2 separate regions of the Sus scrofa genome follow, and region 1 is linked to region 2. The links are chromatin contacts, called in public promoter capture Hi-C maps. All regions are on one chromosome and are shown on one strand. Each heading gives the region's core, a stretch centred on a gene start, on an enhancer-like site or on the middle of the called end of the contact. The rest is flanking DNA. Distances are from core to core; before and after follow the strand shown. Region 1 holds the start of MOB2 (MOB kinase activator 2). Region 2 holds the start of PNPLA2 (patatin like phospholipase domain containing 2).

Evidence for each region. Promoter capture Hi-C pulls out the DNA fragments that hold promoters and counts their contacts.
Region 1: a promoter capture Hi-C map of liver shows a contact between it and region 2, with 7 times the contacts expected there. The contact joins the promoter of MOB2 here to the promoter of PNPLA2 in region 2. A contact is called at or near these places in 1 of 5 promoter capture datasets (liver), 1 of 47 Hi-C or Micro-C datasets (embryonic fibroblasts) and 1 of 2 datasets of contacts at active chromatin or transcription factors (alveolar macrophages).

What each region holds. Positions count from the first base shown.
Region 1 is chr2:989,870-997,129 of Sscrofa11.1, reverse strand. MOB2 (MOB kinase activator 2) reads left to right here and starts at 3,456. Exons shown (of 5, transcript XM_021082597.1): 1 at 3,456-3,557. The coding sequence starts at 3,541.
Region 2 is chr2:511,974-518,695 of Sscrofa11.1, reverse strand. It overlaps PNPLA2 (patatin like phospholipase domain containing 2), which reads right to left and starts at 5,459. Exons shown (of 9, transcript NM_001098605.1): 1 at 5,273-5,459; 2 at 3,271-3,503; 3 at 3,117-3,182; 4 at 2,587-2,796; 5 at 2,335-2,395; 6 at 2,049-2,225; 7 at 1,837-1,969; 8 at 1,544-1,666; 9 at 1,186-1,456. The coding sequence starts at 5,459. The coding sequence ends at 1,186. It also overlaps a transcript of CRACR2B not described here.

The DNA of each region.
Region 1 (7,260 bases), core at 2,207-4,706, 480 kb before region 2:
TGGTCTTTTTAGGGCCTTACCAGCAGCACATGGAAATTTCCAGGCTAGGGGTCAAATCAGAGCTACAGCCGCCGGCCTACACCACAGCCACAGCAACACGGGATCTGAGCTGCATCTGCGACCTACATTACAACTCATGGCAACGCCAGATCCTTAACCCACTGAGCGAGGCCAGGGATCGAACGCGAAACCTCATGGTTCCTAGTCGGATTCACTTCCGCTGCGCCACGACGGAACTCCGCTTACCACTTTCTCACGCATTGTGTCTTTATTTCATTGACTATCTGCTCCCACTCATCTGTTCTGTCCACTGCTGCATCGCCAGCACCTACAGAGTCCTAGCACACAGCTGGCGCTCGATCCTTATTTGCCAAGCGGATGGATGAGTGGAAAGAAGGAAGGCCCACGTGGAAGACCACAGTTCCGCCTCCTTGCCAAAGCAGCCGACCGCAAGCAGAACTGACTCTCCAGGGAAGTCACAGCGGTTGGTGCCCCCGCCAGGGACCTGAAAGGTGCAGAGGGCAGGGTTCTTGCCACGTTCCATTTCACCCACACTTGTTCTCTGGGCAGGAGACAGAGGCGTGTCGGCGAATGGCAGTGGGTGATCTCAAGTTTAAGGCCACGGGGAGTCCAACCGCAGCTGCCTTTCCAGATGTGGTGCCCTTCGGGGCAGCTGTTCCTCAGCTGAGAGCAGGCAACTGCTCCTCCCCACACCCCAGAGACCGAGAAGACCAGGAGCAGCAGGCTGCCCTTGCCAAGGGCAGGGGGGGTGCCTCCACCGTGGCTGTCCAGGCAGAATCTGATTTTCTTAGGGTATCACCCCGTTCCATTACGCAGACGACGTCCCACTGAGAGGCCGTGGGGCCCGGGACCCGTGATGCTCTAGACACTAAAATCACATCCACGCTTGTCAAAGGGGTAGACGCTGGGACACTTTAGGAACTTGCCACAACCAGGTGAGACTTTGGGGCCTCAGTCACCCGGGAGTGTCCAGACCTCCCTCCGCGCGAAGGACAAGTTATTATACCTGGAGCGCCTCCCATGAGGCAGATCACCTACGTTTTGATGGGCGTATCAATTAAGTAATAGAAACTGGAAAGGCAGCGACTTCAGATTTCTTCCATTTGGAGGGAAGTCCAGCAGGGTAAGCCACCAGCAGCATTGTCACTGCGGTGGCTCAGGTGGCTCTTGCAGCGCAGGTTCAATCCCTGGTCCCAGAATTTCCATATGCTGTAGGCATGGCAAAAAAAAAAAAATCTTCCATTAAAAGAAGTCCAGAGGTAAGTCGTTCAGGACTGCCGTGGAGGTTCCAGAGTTTCCAGCAGGATCTGACATTCTTTCCCTCTTTCTGCTCTGCCGTCGCTACTACGTCTCGTGGTCCGAGACAGCTGCAGAAACTCTAGGTATGGTTTTTCCTTTATCAGCAGGAACCAGAAGACCAGGCCGGGGGCAGGCTGGGAGCAAGGACCGAAACGATTTCCTGGAAGCCGCTGGACCACTTCTATGTACACCTTGTTGGCCACGGTCTACATGGGGAGCTGGGGAGAAGGAGGAGGAGGAAGATGCAGGAAGAAAAGCTCTGAGCACCGGGTAGGTGACTTGTCACCTCTGAGCAGTGTGCACGGGATGGACTGGTCTCATCCAGAGAGCAAGAGACCCGCGGCCATGCCAGCTCTGAACGTGCCCCAGATGGAAAAGAAGATTTAGCCGAGGCTGCACTACAAGCCGTGCTATCACTTGGCACTTACAACTCAGCGGATCCAGGGGTGCTTGGCGGAGGCTGTGGCAGCTCTAACAGACGGCGAGACAGGAGGCCCCAGGCTTTTGGAGCAAAGCCACATCCTCTTACAAAATAAATCATGATTCTTGAAGATGCGAGTGTCGGCTTGCCCCTGGGCTCCACCTCAGACCATACACGAGACCAGGGGCCATCTCCTGTCTATGTGATCCGAACTGCCCATTGTGGACTGGCTGACACGCAGCCATAAAGTGGGGTGTGCCCCGCAGTAAACCGCCACCGAGGGGAAGGCGGATGGACCTTGAGCACAGGTAAGTTGCCTGAGCTGGTGCGTCGCCCTCCCAACATGCCGAGTCACAGCTCCCTGCTTCCCCATCTCCAGCCTCAACCTGTGACCTCCTGAAGTTTCTTATGACATTATTATTCCCGTGACACGAACAAAGCACCCGAGTCACAGGGACAGTGAGTACGTGGAGGAGCAGGGACCTGAAGCCCAGGCCACCAAGGGGACGTGGGATCACTGGTGGTGGGGCAGAGAAGGATGGTGCACCTGGGGGACAGCAGCTGGATGCAGGCGGGGTCCCCCAGGGCTCGCATTCCTCGGGGGGATGGTTAGGGCCATTGTCCCGGGGAGAAATACAAGCCAAGGAGTGAGGAGTGGGTGGTTACAGGCAAAGGCATGCATCTCAGCCCCGGCCACCTGCCCAGTTCTAGAGGTAAGGCCCCTGGCCTGCGTCTGCGTGCCGTTCCTGTCTGAATTAGTACATGTGAAATGAGTCCCCTCGTTCTTTGTCTTTCCTCACTGTTTTATCTCAGGTGGTCCAGTGTGCAGTGTCCCCCCCCCACCGTGAGCTTCCCAATCACAGGGGCAGTAAAGGGGGCAAGGAGCTCTCTCTGCCTCTGGCACTGGCCGAAGAGACTCAGGGTGGGCCTTGGAGGGGCAGGCCAAGGGCCCCACGATGGCAGCATGTCATTGCATTCCAAGCTCTGGATCCCGGATCCTCGTTCTCAGCCTGCGGCTCCTGCCGGCGGATGGAGATGGCTCCTGTGCTTCCCTGCAGAGGCAGCAGAGGCTCAGCCCTTTCTTTCGGGAAGGAAGCTGCCCTGGCAGATTTCTGTTTGCCTCACTGGCCGTCACCACCTCCGGCCCTGGTTGCTGTCGGGGAGGCTGGATGACGAGGTGTCACCTGCTGGTCTCCACCACCGAGGGAGCAGGACAGCGGGGCTCTCGGGTCACGGGAGAGGCCACTGGGAAGGCTGCCGGCCTGGGAGGTTCTCCAGTTCTGCAGGCCGTGCTGGGAGCACCCCAGTACTGTCCTGCGTTCCTTTCACCTGAACCTTTCTGTGCTGGGCACGGACAGCTCAGCCTTCCCGGGCCTGGAGAGCAGGCCAGGTGGCAGGAGGGGACCCCGAGGAGAGGGGAGGGGCTGCTTCCCTCTGGAGAGATGGGGCAGCCAGGCCGGAGGGGACAGCCGCGGTGTGTGTGTTTTGGGGGGGGCAGTCTGGGTGTGGGCGGACAGCCAGAGTGCAGGGGGAACATCCCCCGTGGTGACGGGCCAGCCACATTCGGGCTCCGGCGGGCAGGCGGGGCCGGGGGCGGCCCGACGAGGCGGCAGGGCTGCCGGGGCCGCCGGGACTACATTTCCCAGCAGGCCGCGCGCCTCACGTCACTTCCGGCGGCGTCCGCGGCGCGCGTGTGGGAGTGAGTGAGCGAGTGTTTACTTCCGGCCGCCGCCGCCGCCGCCGCCGCGGGCTGAGGGCCGAGCGAGTCGGGCGGCGGGCGCGGCGGGCCCCGCGCAGCCATGGACTGGCTCATGGGGTGAGTCGGGCGGCCGGGCGGCCGGGCGGGCCGGGCCGCGGGAGGGGCTGCGGGGCGCGCCGCGGGCGGCCCGGGTCAAGGGCATTGGGCCGGGCGGAGCGGGCTGGGCCGGCGAGGGGCGTCCGGGGGTCGGGCGCGGGGCCGCGGCTCCTGGGAGCGGGGCCGGGGGCCGGGCCAGGAGCGGGACCGCGTCCGGCCTGCAGCTCGGGCGGCGCGCGGAGCCGCCGGTCCGGAGCCGGCGCAGGGCAGGCGGCCACACCTCGCCGCTGGGTGTCGGGCGGCGGGGGAGGTCGGACGGGGCTGCTCTCGCCGGGCGCTGCGGGGAACGAGCTTCTGGAAGAAATAACTTTGACGTTGGCGCAGAACAGTTCCGTAAGAGCGAGGAAAAGCGGCGCAACAACCCAGCTGTGTCGACGCGTCGGCCAGGGCGAGGTTGGTGTCCCCCGCGGGCGGCCGGCCGCAGGGCGGAGTAGGAAGGAAGCATCAGCACCGGAGCCCGGGCTGGGCTCTCTCTCCGTCGGCTTTTGTGTTTCGCTGGCTGGGAGTTAGGTAAACATGTAAAACGTCACGTCGTCTTCCAATAGTCGTTCTGCCTAAAACGATCCTTTTTGTTTTTTTAAACTTTTCGCGGATGGGAAAGGGCCGGCGCTGTTCACCAGCAGCGTGGGCCGTCTCCATCGGTAGCTAGCTCCGACTCGAACAGCACCCTGGGGAGTGCTGGAGTCAGGTTCGTTCCTCCAGTGGCCCGAGGTGGCTGTTTTGTGGTCTTCGGGCAGGTGCAAGGGCTTGTCTAGACCCTGAAGTCCTGGAAGGGAGGTGAAAGGTCCGGGGTGTGTTTCTGCCTCTGTCCGGCCCTTGCAGGTGTAGACGGAGTGGAGGGTGCTGTCAGGAGAGCCAGGGAGGTGAATGAACCCACCCCCGCCTGCAGGTTCAGTCCGGGAGGGGTGTGGAAGCAGCATGGGGGGAGAATCAGGAGGCCAGAGAAAGGCGCTGAGTGTGGTGGGGCGGGCCTAGAGCCAGAGCGCGGGGTCAGGGCAGCGTGTGGGTGATGCAGGGGCCAGCAAGGCGCAGCACCGCTCCTCTCGCTTCTTGTAGGGCCATCCCAGCCTTATCACATTCGCTGTGTGACTTTAGGTGGTCCGTGCTTCACCAGACCTGCTTTTCAGAAGTCGTCTGGGAGGCGGAAGTTCTGGTCCCTGCAGCTGGCGCCGGGAAGGATACACTGAAGCGACAGAGAAGGGCGTTTGGCCCGGTGCTCGGCAGTGGTGGGTGTGGCTGCGGCCAGTAAGGAGAGGTGTTTGTAGGCCTTTGTAACCCACAGGCACCCAGAGTTGAGGGCAGAGAGCAGCGTTTGCCTTCTTTTGAGTCGCAGACACTTGCTTTCTGCCTTTATCAGGAGGGAGTGAGCTGGGGACAGCCTGGCCTTCTTGCGAGTCTTTCAGAGGAGCCGACTGTTGACTGGCCATGTTGAATTCGCAGGGCTTTGTGTCGGGAGGACCAGCCAGAAGGACCAGCCTGATGAGCTGGGTGGCTGAGGGAGCAGCCTCTTTTGTCTGCATGGGATGCTTATGTGCTCTTGTCCACATGGAGTGGGTACCCTGTCCCTGGAAACTGCCCGGCAGTAGGTTTTTAAAGCGACCGAGGTCTGTGCTGTGGACTTTTACTGTCGTCCCTGTGAACAACCGGTGATGAGCTCAGCCTGGCTTCCAAGGGTCTGATTCTTGAGGCCCTTGTCAAGACTTTGGCAACCAGGCAGTCGTCTGGGCAAGGTCAGCGGAGCCCTGACTTCCCCGTGCTGTGGAGGCTGCTCCTGGTGTTGGAGGAAGGCAGCTTGAAAGGGGCAAGGCTGGGAGTGGCCGCTGTGGCCTCTGGGAGGCAAGAGCCGTCCCCGCTGCCCGGCTGTGATGTGGGCAGTCCCCAGAGGATCTGGGGGTCCCAGAAGGGTTAGGCTGGCGTTTGGTCGTCTCTGGGCATGTGTTTTTAAATGTAGTGAGGTTGCATAGTGGACTCTGTGAGTCATGAGTTCTTTAACGCCCCCGAAGTGGTGTAATCTCAGCAGTCGGGTTCTCATCTTCTCGAGACCTCGTTTCCAGGGTGGTGTCGCGGGACCCTAGAGCTGGGAAGGCCCAGGTGTCCCTCTGTCCCTCCCGTGTTTGCTGAGCATCTGCAGTGAAGGATGAGGATCTCGAGGCCCAGACTGCACGGCTGCAGAGGGAGTGAGCGGCAGAGGCCGGGCCTCCCACTCTGGCTCACCCCTCACCCCACCCGGCCCCCGAGAGGGGCACGGAGCCAGCCAGGGGCGTGGGAAGGCGCTTGCACCTGCCGGCCGCCTTTGACCTGCTCAGTGCTGGGCCTCAGATGCCCGTTCACCTTTTAGCCAGGTTTCAGCCTGGAAGAATTGAGGAAATGCCTCTTTTTTTTTTTTTTTTTTTTTTTACTGTTTCTTGAGATTTTTATTAAGGTTGTCTGGAGTATATTCCTCTTTTAAACGTTTTTTGTTTTTTTTTTTCAAAGAAAAAGTTTCTTTGCATCAGTTCATCTCAGGTGGCAAAGCATGGACTCAGCTGTAGTGGCAAAGGGTGCTCCCTCCCCTCCTCCTCTGATCCCTGTCACACCCGGAGAACTGAGAACGGTTTACAGATGTGCCAGCAAAGCCCCATCTTCCCTGCCCCCGAAAGGGCTCTGCTGAGTAATGCTGGCCGCCTTATCTTGGGCCGGGCCTGCTGGGTCCGAGGGAGGGGAGCTCCTGCAGGAAACCTGCTCGGGAAGCCGGAAGTAAGCCAGCAGGTCTCAGCCTGCTGCCGGCCTCCGCCGCCTTCCTGGGGGAGAGTCTGGCGGGGGCAGCTCGCGGCCGCCTGCGCCCTCTCGCCGGCCGGGCCTCGGGTGGGCGTTGCGCTGGCTGCCGGAGGAGGCGTGTGACCTTTTGCAAAAGTCACTCTGACTCGGAAGAGGTTTCCACGCCACGTGCGGGTCGCCTCTTTTGTCCTCGGCTCTCCCTCTGGACAGCGGATGACAGAGTGGCCCTGGCACCCTTGACGCCGGGAAGGACGTGAGCCCCGGAGCCGGGGAGCGCGGGCCTTTAGGGGGAAGGTCGTCCTTAAGGGTGCGCGGTGCGGCCTGTGCTCCGTTTCCTCTGCGGGCATCCGGGCAGCGGAGAGGAAGCCGCCGGCCCGGGTGGGGCCGCAGGTCAAGCGTGCAGGGGCCTGGGCCCGGGACCCTCCCAGAGCCCCCTGCCCGGCGGGCGGATGAGGCGGCCTGAGCTGTTGGCTGGAACTTTGCAGCCCTGGCGGCGGAGACGAACATCCGGCCTGGCAGCGCTGCCATACGGAGGCCAGCACTCGGAAGGGCTGAGCGGCCGTGGTCACTGCCCCCGCGGGCGCCGGCCCGGCCCGACCCCTCGCTCTCGCCCTCGCTCGGTCTCACCTGGGGACCCGACCCCGAGCGCTTGGCCTGAGCTCGCCTGCGTCCTGGGCTTCCTTTTAACGGCCTCGTCGAGGTGTACGTTCCGTGCTGTAAAGCCGCCGTGCTTCAAGCGTCCAATTAAGTGATTTTTTTTAGCAAAATTACAGGGTTGCGTGACCGTCCCTGCGGCTTAGGTGGGAACGTGGCCGTCATCCTGGAAGGGACCCTCGTGCCGTTTTCACCCTGTTCCCACCCCTCCGCGGGTGACCCCTGATTTGTTCTCTGCCTCTGCGGATGTGCC
Region 2 (6,722 bases), core at 4,210-6,709:
GGAAGGGGCAGGAGTGGGCTGAACCTGGTAGGACTTAGAACTCTGGCCGGCCGGCCGGCCAAGCACCCGGCTCTCCGCCAGCACGGTCCCCCGTGGTGCTTTGTGGTCACCGAGGAGGGCTGGTCGCGTGCCCTTAGGCCGCTCAGGGCAGAAGAGGCTTTCAGGAGACCAGGCTTCCCAGAAAGAAAGTCCCGCCCCTTCGGATCAGACCCGACCGCACCTAAGATGCCAGATCCCTCCTGGGTTCCGGCAGAAGACTGGGTGCACGTGGGGACGGGACGGGGAACAAGGTGTGTGCACCTGGCCAGGGAGGCGGGTGATGACGTGCCGAGGGGAAAAGCCACACAAGGCCCGGAGCCGTGGGCCAAACACCCAAAGTGCAGCAGGCCCCTGGCACTCTGCTTGGGGACCTCCCCGTCCAAGCCAAGAATCTGCCCCTGCTGCCATGTCACCAAGGAGTGCAGGTAAACAAGCCTTGGTGTCACCCTTAGTAAACAAACACATCTTAGTTCTAAAGTTCTTGTTTTCTTAAGGATTTGGGTCCCAAATACTTCCACTGGCCCTGGGAAGGCTCTGCCCCAGGGTCCCACCAGAGGAGTGGGCTGGAGCCGCCGAAGCCCACAGCGGGTCCCGAGAGCAGGAGAGCCGGACCCCCGCAAGTCCTGACCCGAAGCTGCGGACAGCTGGGGTCGGGAGGAGGTGGGGGTGTCACATACGAGAAAGGAGACAGGGGCTGGGCTGTGGCGTTTATTACATCTGCTTTGGCAAAAATAAATAACTCTTCACACACATTCTTCAGCAACACATGGACGATGTGGAGGGAAGAGCAGGTGCAAGTTCTCGGAGTAATAGTGCTCTGAGGGCCGCAGGTGCCGCAGCCCCCGGGGGGCAGCCCAGGAAGGGGAGATGAAGGCACAGGGGAGGCGGTCCCTGTGGCGGGGAGGGGAGGGGTACTCCACGCCCCTGCCCCCTCAGTGCAGCAAGTGAGTGGTTGGTTGACAGCAAAGCCCCCTCTGGCAGTGGGAGGGACCCCCACGTCCTCATTGGCAGGGGGCATGGAGAGAGGCCAGGGAGGGGGGGGTCTCAGCTGGCCCCGGGGCCCCACCTCACCGGGCGGGGAGACTGGGGGGCCCGGCCCTCAGCACTGGGACCCCAGGGCCCTGGAGAAGGCCGGAGCAGGGGCGCTCAGCAGGGGGGGGAGCCGGGCGGGTGCTGCGAGGGTGCGGGGGCAGGACCCGCTGGGGCGAGCATGCGCAGGGCGTCGGGCGGGAAGGCAGTGTTGGTGCAGAAGAGACCCAGCAGCAGCTGGCGCTGGCGCTCCTCCCACTTGGCCAGCACGTCCCCCAGCGAGAGGCTGTTGCGCATCCAGCTGGGCAGCACCCCGCCGTAGGCGGCGCAGGACAGGGGCACAGAGGGCAGCGACTGCGAGCGCCGCAGCTCCACCTGCTCCGTCAGCCTGTGGGGGGAGGGACAGAGGGAGGGAGGGCTTTCGTGGGCGCCACCAGGGCTGCGGGCCGGGGTGTGCTTGGCAGTGAGGGCTCACCTGGAGGGCAGGTGCCTGCCCAGCTTCCTCTTGGCGCGCATCACCAGGTACTGGCAGATACTGCCTGTCTGCTCCTTTATCCACCGGATGTCCTCCGGGACGTCGGGCAGCCACTCCAGCAAGCTGGGGCAGGGGCCAGGGCACGGCCTCAGGGGCTGTGGCCTGGAGCTCACACCCACGCCCACCCAGCCCGCCCCGACGGGCCTGCCTGCGGCCCCTTCAACCACCTGCCTCTGTCTTCCCTGGGGTGCCCACGACTCGGGGGGTCCCAAGGGCCCTCCCCCGGCCCGCACCGGACGGTGAAGGACACGGCGCTCTCCAGCGGCAGCGTGTAGGGCACCATCATGGCTGTGGCCAGACGCACGGGCAGCAGGTTGGACAGGGTGCTCAGCAGGTCCGTGGGCTCCATGCAGGCCTCCAGCAGGGCTGTGGGTGGGGTGGCAGGTCAGTCAGGGAGCTGCAGCCAGGGCCCCCCTCCTTGACGCCACCCGCCCGCCCCACCCACCGTCATTGAGCCTCGAGGGCAGGTGCTCCAGGATGCTATCACTTGTGGGCAGCTGCAAGGGCTCCTTGGCTCCGGCCCTCTCCTCGGCCACCTCGGCCTTCGGGGCATCTTCCTCCTCGGGGGCACGGGGGCAGGCGGGAGGCAGCGCCAGCAAGGGGTTGGGCCGGTTCAGGAGGCCTGGGTCGGGAGGACCAGACAGGCCATCAGTGCACCGAGGCCGGCTGGCCCCCAGGGCACAGCTGTGCAGCGCCCACCCCCCGGGGCGGAAGGGGCAGCCGCTACGCACCGTTCCGCCGCAGGAAGCGCAGGCCGTCCCTGTAACCCTGCTTGCACATCTCTCGAAGCACCTGAGGCAGGGGGTGCAGACACTGGGGTGGGCAGGAGAGCCCTGTTCTGCAAACTCCGCCCCCCACCAGCAGTTAACTGGATCTGGGACCAGACCCAGGTCGAACAGAGGCTGGAGCGGTTGCGCAGGCCGTAGCCCGCAGAGGCCCCCCAGGCATGGCGCCAGGTGCCCGGCAAGGAGGGCAGGGCTCACCAGGGGCTCGGGCGGGAACAGGGCCTTGGAGAGGCGGTAGAGGTTGCGCAGGCTGAACTGGATGCTGGTGTTGGTGACGCGGAGCTCGTGGATGTTGGTGGAGCTGTCCTGCGGGCAGATGTCGCTCTCGCCCGAGAAGGGGGACACGGTGATGGTGCTCTTGAGTTCGTAGAGAGGCAGGTTGTCTGAGATGCCACCGTCCACGTAGCGCTGTGGAGGGACGCAGGGCCCACGTGAGGGGCCTGCCAGGGAGCCGCAGGCGCCCCGAGCCACCTCGGGTCCCCCCGGCGGCCTTTTCACTTGGCCCTTCCATCCGCTGGGCACTGGCCGCGGAGCGGATGGCCAGAGGCAGGGTGGGGACAGCCACAGGAAATACGCCTCTGCGCAGGGCTGGCCCGGCTCTTGAGCAACTCCGGCGCAGTGAGGCAACGGGCATGGCAGGAGGGCGGGGGCTCAGACGGCGTTCCCGCCCCCTCGTCCCACCGCCCACACACCGCGCCGCCCGGGTCCTCCAGCACCGGGGCGCTTACCTCGCCCTGGAGAGCAGGTGGAATGAGGCCGCAGTACACGGGAATGAAGGTGCTGCAGACGTTGGCCTGCGGGACAGGGAGGGGGCGGTGAGCGGGCCCGCGGCTCCCCCCAGCCCCGCGCCCCGCGCCCGCAGCGCGGCACCCTGGCACCCACCTGGATGAGCTCCTCCCTGGCGGCGAAGCGGGTTATGATGACATTTTCGCCGTCGGAGACGCGGGTCAGGGAGATGCCCAGGCGGCCGCTGGCCCGCTCGTGGCTGTCGGCGGGCAGGATTTTCACCAGGCAGCCACGGATGGTCTTCACCAGGTTGAAGGAGGGGTGCAGTGGGCCCAAGAACCGCTTCCGGGCCTCCTTCGACACCTCGATGATGCTGGCGCCAGTATCACCTGGAGCGGCAGGGCCACGATTCAGGGGTCGGCACTTGGGGCGCAGCACACTCCCCAGGGGCCGTGTCCTGGCTCTACGGCACAGAGCCTCGCAGCAACCCTATCTACCCCGACGGTTCTCAGTGTCTGCCAGGGGCCTGGCCCACAACTGAGACTTTTGCCCCTGGCTCCTGGGGAGAGAGGGGCTCCCAGAAGGGCAGACAGCTGGGGCCACGGCCTGCCCTCTGCCAGTATTTCCCAACTGCCTGCCCTGATCCACAAGGCACTGGGCCTGGCCAGACGTGGCACCCAGCCCACCCTGGAAGCGTAGAAGAAGAGCCTCAGCCCTGACCAGCCTCAGCCTTCACCCCCTTGGTCGGATGGACATTCAGAGACCCCAGTGCAGCTCAGTGGTCCCAAAGGCCCAGGGACACAAGGGTGGGCATCGCAGGCCTCTGATGCCACGGAAAGCACGACTGGATCCCACTGCAGCTGAGAGCAGGCTGCTCCCCGAAACTCCTTCTGGGGGCCCGTGGGCACTAGCCCAGGACGAAGCCCAAGGGGGAGCCGGTGGGCCTTGAGGAGGAGCTGAGGACAGCGCCCTCCTCCAGGACTCTCAGCTGGCTCAGGAGTGGGGCAGCGTGGGGCCAACACCTGCCCCGCTGTGGGAGCTCCAGCTGCCCCAAAACCCCTCCCACTCGAGAGAAAGAGGTTCCTTGGGAGTGGGAAGGGGCGGAGCCATGGGAGCAATGTCCTCAACTGGGTACCAAGGACCTAGGGTGTGCTGAGGCCAGCATGGGGTTAGACAAACACTTGCCTGAGGGCCTCCATGAGAGGAAGGGGCAGGCCCACAGTGGCGAATTCCCAGGTACCACGGATGTTGAGCTATGCTCCTTCCCCCCCACCCAGGGCCGCGGTCACGGCAGGGGGCAGGGGAGAACCCTGGACGGCTCGGCTGGGCGAGGCATTCCAGAAGCTAATGACTCCTCTGTCACTTTGGCTGCCCTAGCAGGCTGGGGGCCGGGCAGCATTCCCAGGACTCCTGAAATACTCCGTGTGCTGTAAACACCACCGTCAGCAGCTTGCCGGAAGTGTGTGGGTGGAGGAAGCCGACCCCAGGGTTGCAACGTCCTAAAGCACCTCTCACCCCACGGAGCAGGCAAAAATGCCGGGCCACGGCTGCAGGCCCAGGCCCAGAGTGGCCGTGGGCAAGGAGGGAGAGAGCGTGAGCGCTTGCGCCTGCCGTGCCCAGGCCTGACCTGCTGGCTCTTCCTCTAGGGGCCCTCGCGAGGCACCAGGCCACAGTGCCCAGACGCCTCTGCAGAGGCCAACCCCACACCCGACTGCGGGGCCTCGGCATCCTGGAATGGCGTAGCCTTTGGACACAGTGACCGCTGGCACCCGGTCTGATGCCCGGCGCAGGAGGACGACCTGGGCCCCTCCCGGACTCTCACGGCCCCGCCCAGGAGCTACTTTCTTTTCCAATGAAATCGCTTGTGCTGAACCTGCCCGCCCCTCAACCTTTGCACTAGAGAGGTGGGCCCTAGGCGGCAGTCTCGGCCGAGAGAGGGCCGGCCCTACCCCAATCCCGGGGCACTCTCGAAGCAAAACAAGTCAGGCCCCGCCCCTGGCCGGCTCCGGCGATTGGATCCTCGGCCCGGGCAGAGACCCTTCCCGCAGCCCCCGCGGCCCGGCCCGTTGTCCTGTACGGACGGATGGGGGGCGGTCCACGCTCACAAAAGCATCCGCGCGGCCTCTGCCCGCCCCACGCCCCCGCCGTCCCGACTCACCCAGGCAGACCCCGGTAACCAGGGCCGTGGCCACGAGCGCCCCAGCCGAGGCGCCGTAGATGTGCTTGGCGTTGGCCACTAGGAAGGGCGCGTGCTCGCGGAGACAGGAGGCCACGCCGACGTGGTAGACGCCGAGGAAGCCGCAACCCGCGAACGAGATGTTCCACGTCGTCTCTTTGGGGAACATCGCGGCAGCCCGCGGGCCTCCGGGGCTCCGCAGGCGGCCGGCCCCGCTGTGCACCGTGCGCTCGCCGCTCGCTCTGGAGCCGAAGCCAGACCCGGCCCACCGGCCCCGCGGTCTCTCCGGCCCCGCGGTCTCTCTGGCTCCCGGTCTCCGCCGGCGCAGTCGGAGACGCTGCGCCGGGAGGCGGTGATTTTAGAGGGGGGCGGGGCGGAGCCGACACGCGCGGCCCAATCGGGGCGCGCGGGGAACGGCCGCGCCTCGGCGGGGGCCCTGGAGCCCCGCCCCCGGCCCCAAGGCTCCGCCCCTGGCCGGACCTCGGCCCGGAGACCACGCCCCACCCCGGAAGCCTAGCTCCGCTCAGAGATGCTGCCCCCGGCCCCTCCCGCCCCTGCCCGGGCCACTGGGTCCGGAGACGGGGCACCTGCGGCCCCACCAAAAGAATTGGCCAGGCTCAGACGAGAGTTTACGTTACGCCTCAGGCCTCCCAGTGCCGTCCCTTCCCGCCTTGGCTCCCGCCGTCGTGGACGACGGAAGGGAACACACGATGGCAGAGCTGTGACGATTGGCGGGCCCAGGCCCTGGACACCCAGTCTGAGGGACTGAGAGCTAGTGCCAAGCTGGCTAACCGCGAGAGGAGGGCCCCGGCACCTGGACAGCACCGCCCCCTCCCTCTAAGGGTCTGCCTACAACACCCACCCAGGGAGTGAGGAGCCTTGCGGGGTTGGGGGGTCCGGGGAGACTGAGGACCCTCAGACTCATCCACAGACTGACCCAGAAACATACAGGGCGGCACTCGAATCACACATGCAACTTGTAGAGATGACGATGGCGCCACACACCTACACTCGACGTCCCCGCCTTGCTCTGCCTGTGGCAGCCAGGTTAGTGCCACAGCCCTTCTACCTGGGCACCAACCTGGGTTGCTCTTGCCTCCCACCCCAGCTCCTCCTCCGGCTGTGGGGTCTAGGAGGGGCCGACTCAGACCTTGCCCTTCCAGCACTAATGGCCCGGCAGCTGGAGGCCTCCCAGTGCTGTCACCCTCCCCACCGCATGTTCCTCCTGGACTGTGGGGCAGTCCTAGCCTCACTTGGATCCTTGGGCCAGCTCTGCGCCCTACCCCGCCCCCCAAGCAAGGGGCTTGTCTCCGCTGGGTTAGTGGGGAGCTGGTCTGTCTACCCAGCAGCGCACGTGCCACAGGAGGCTCAGGACCCAGCTGTGCCAGGGCTGCAGCTTGGGGCTGCCCCCCATCCAGGCCCAGAAACCAGA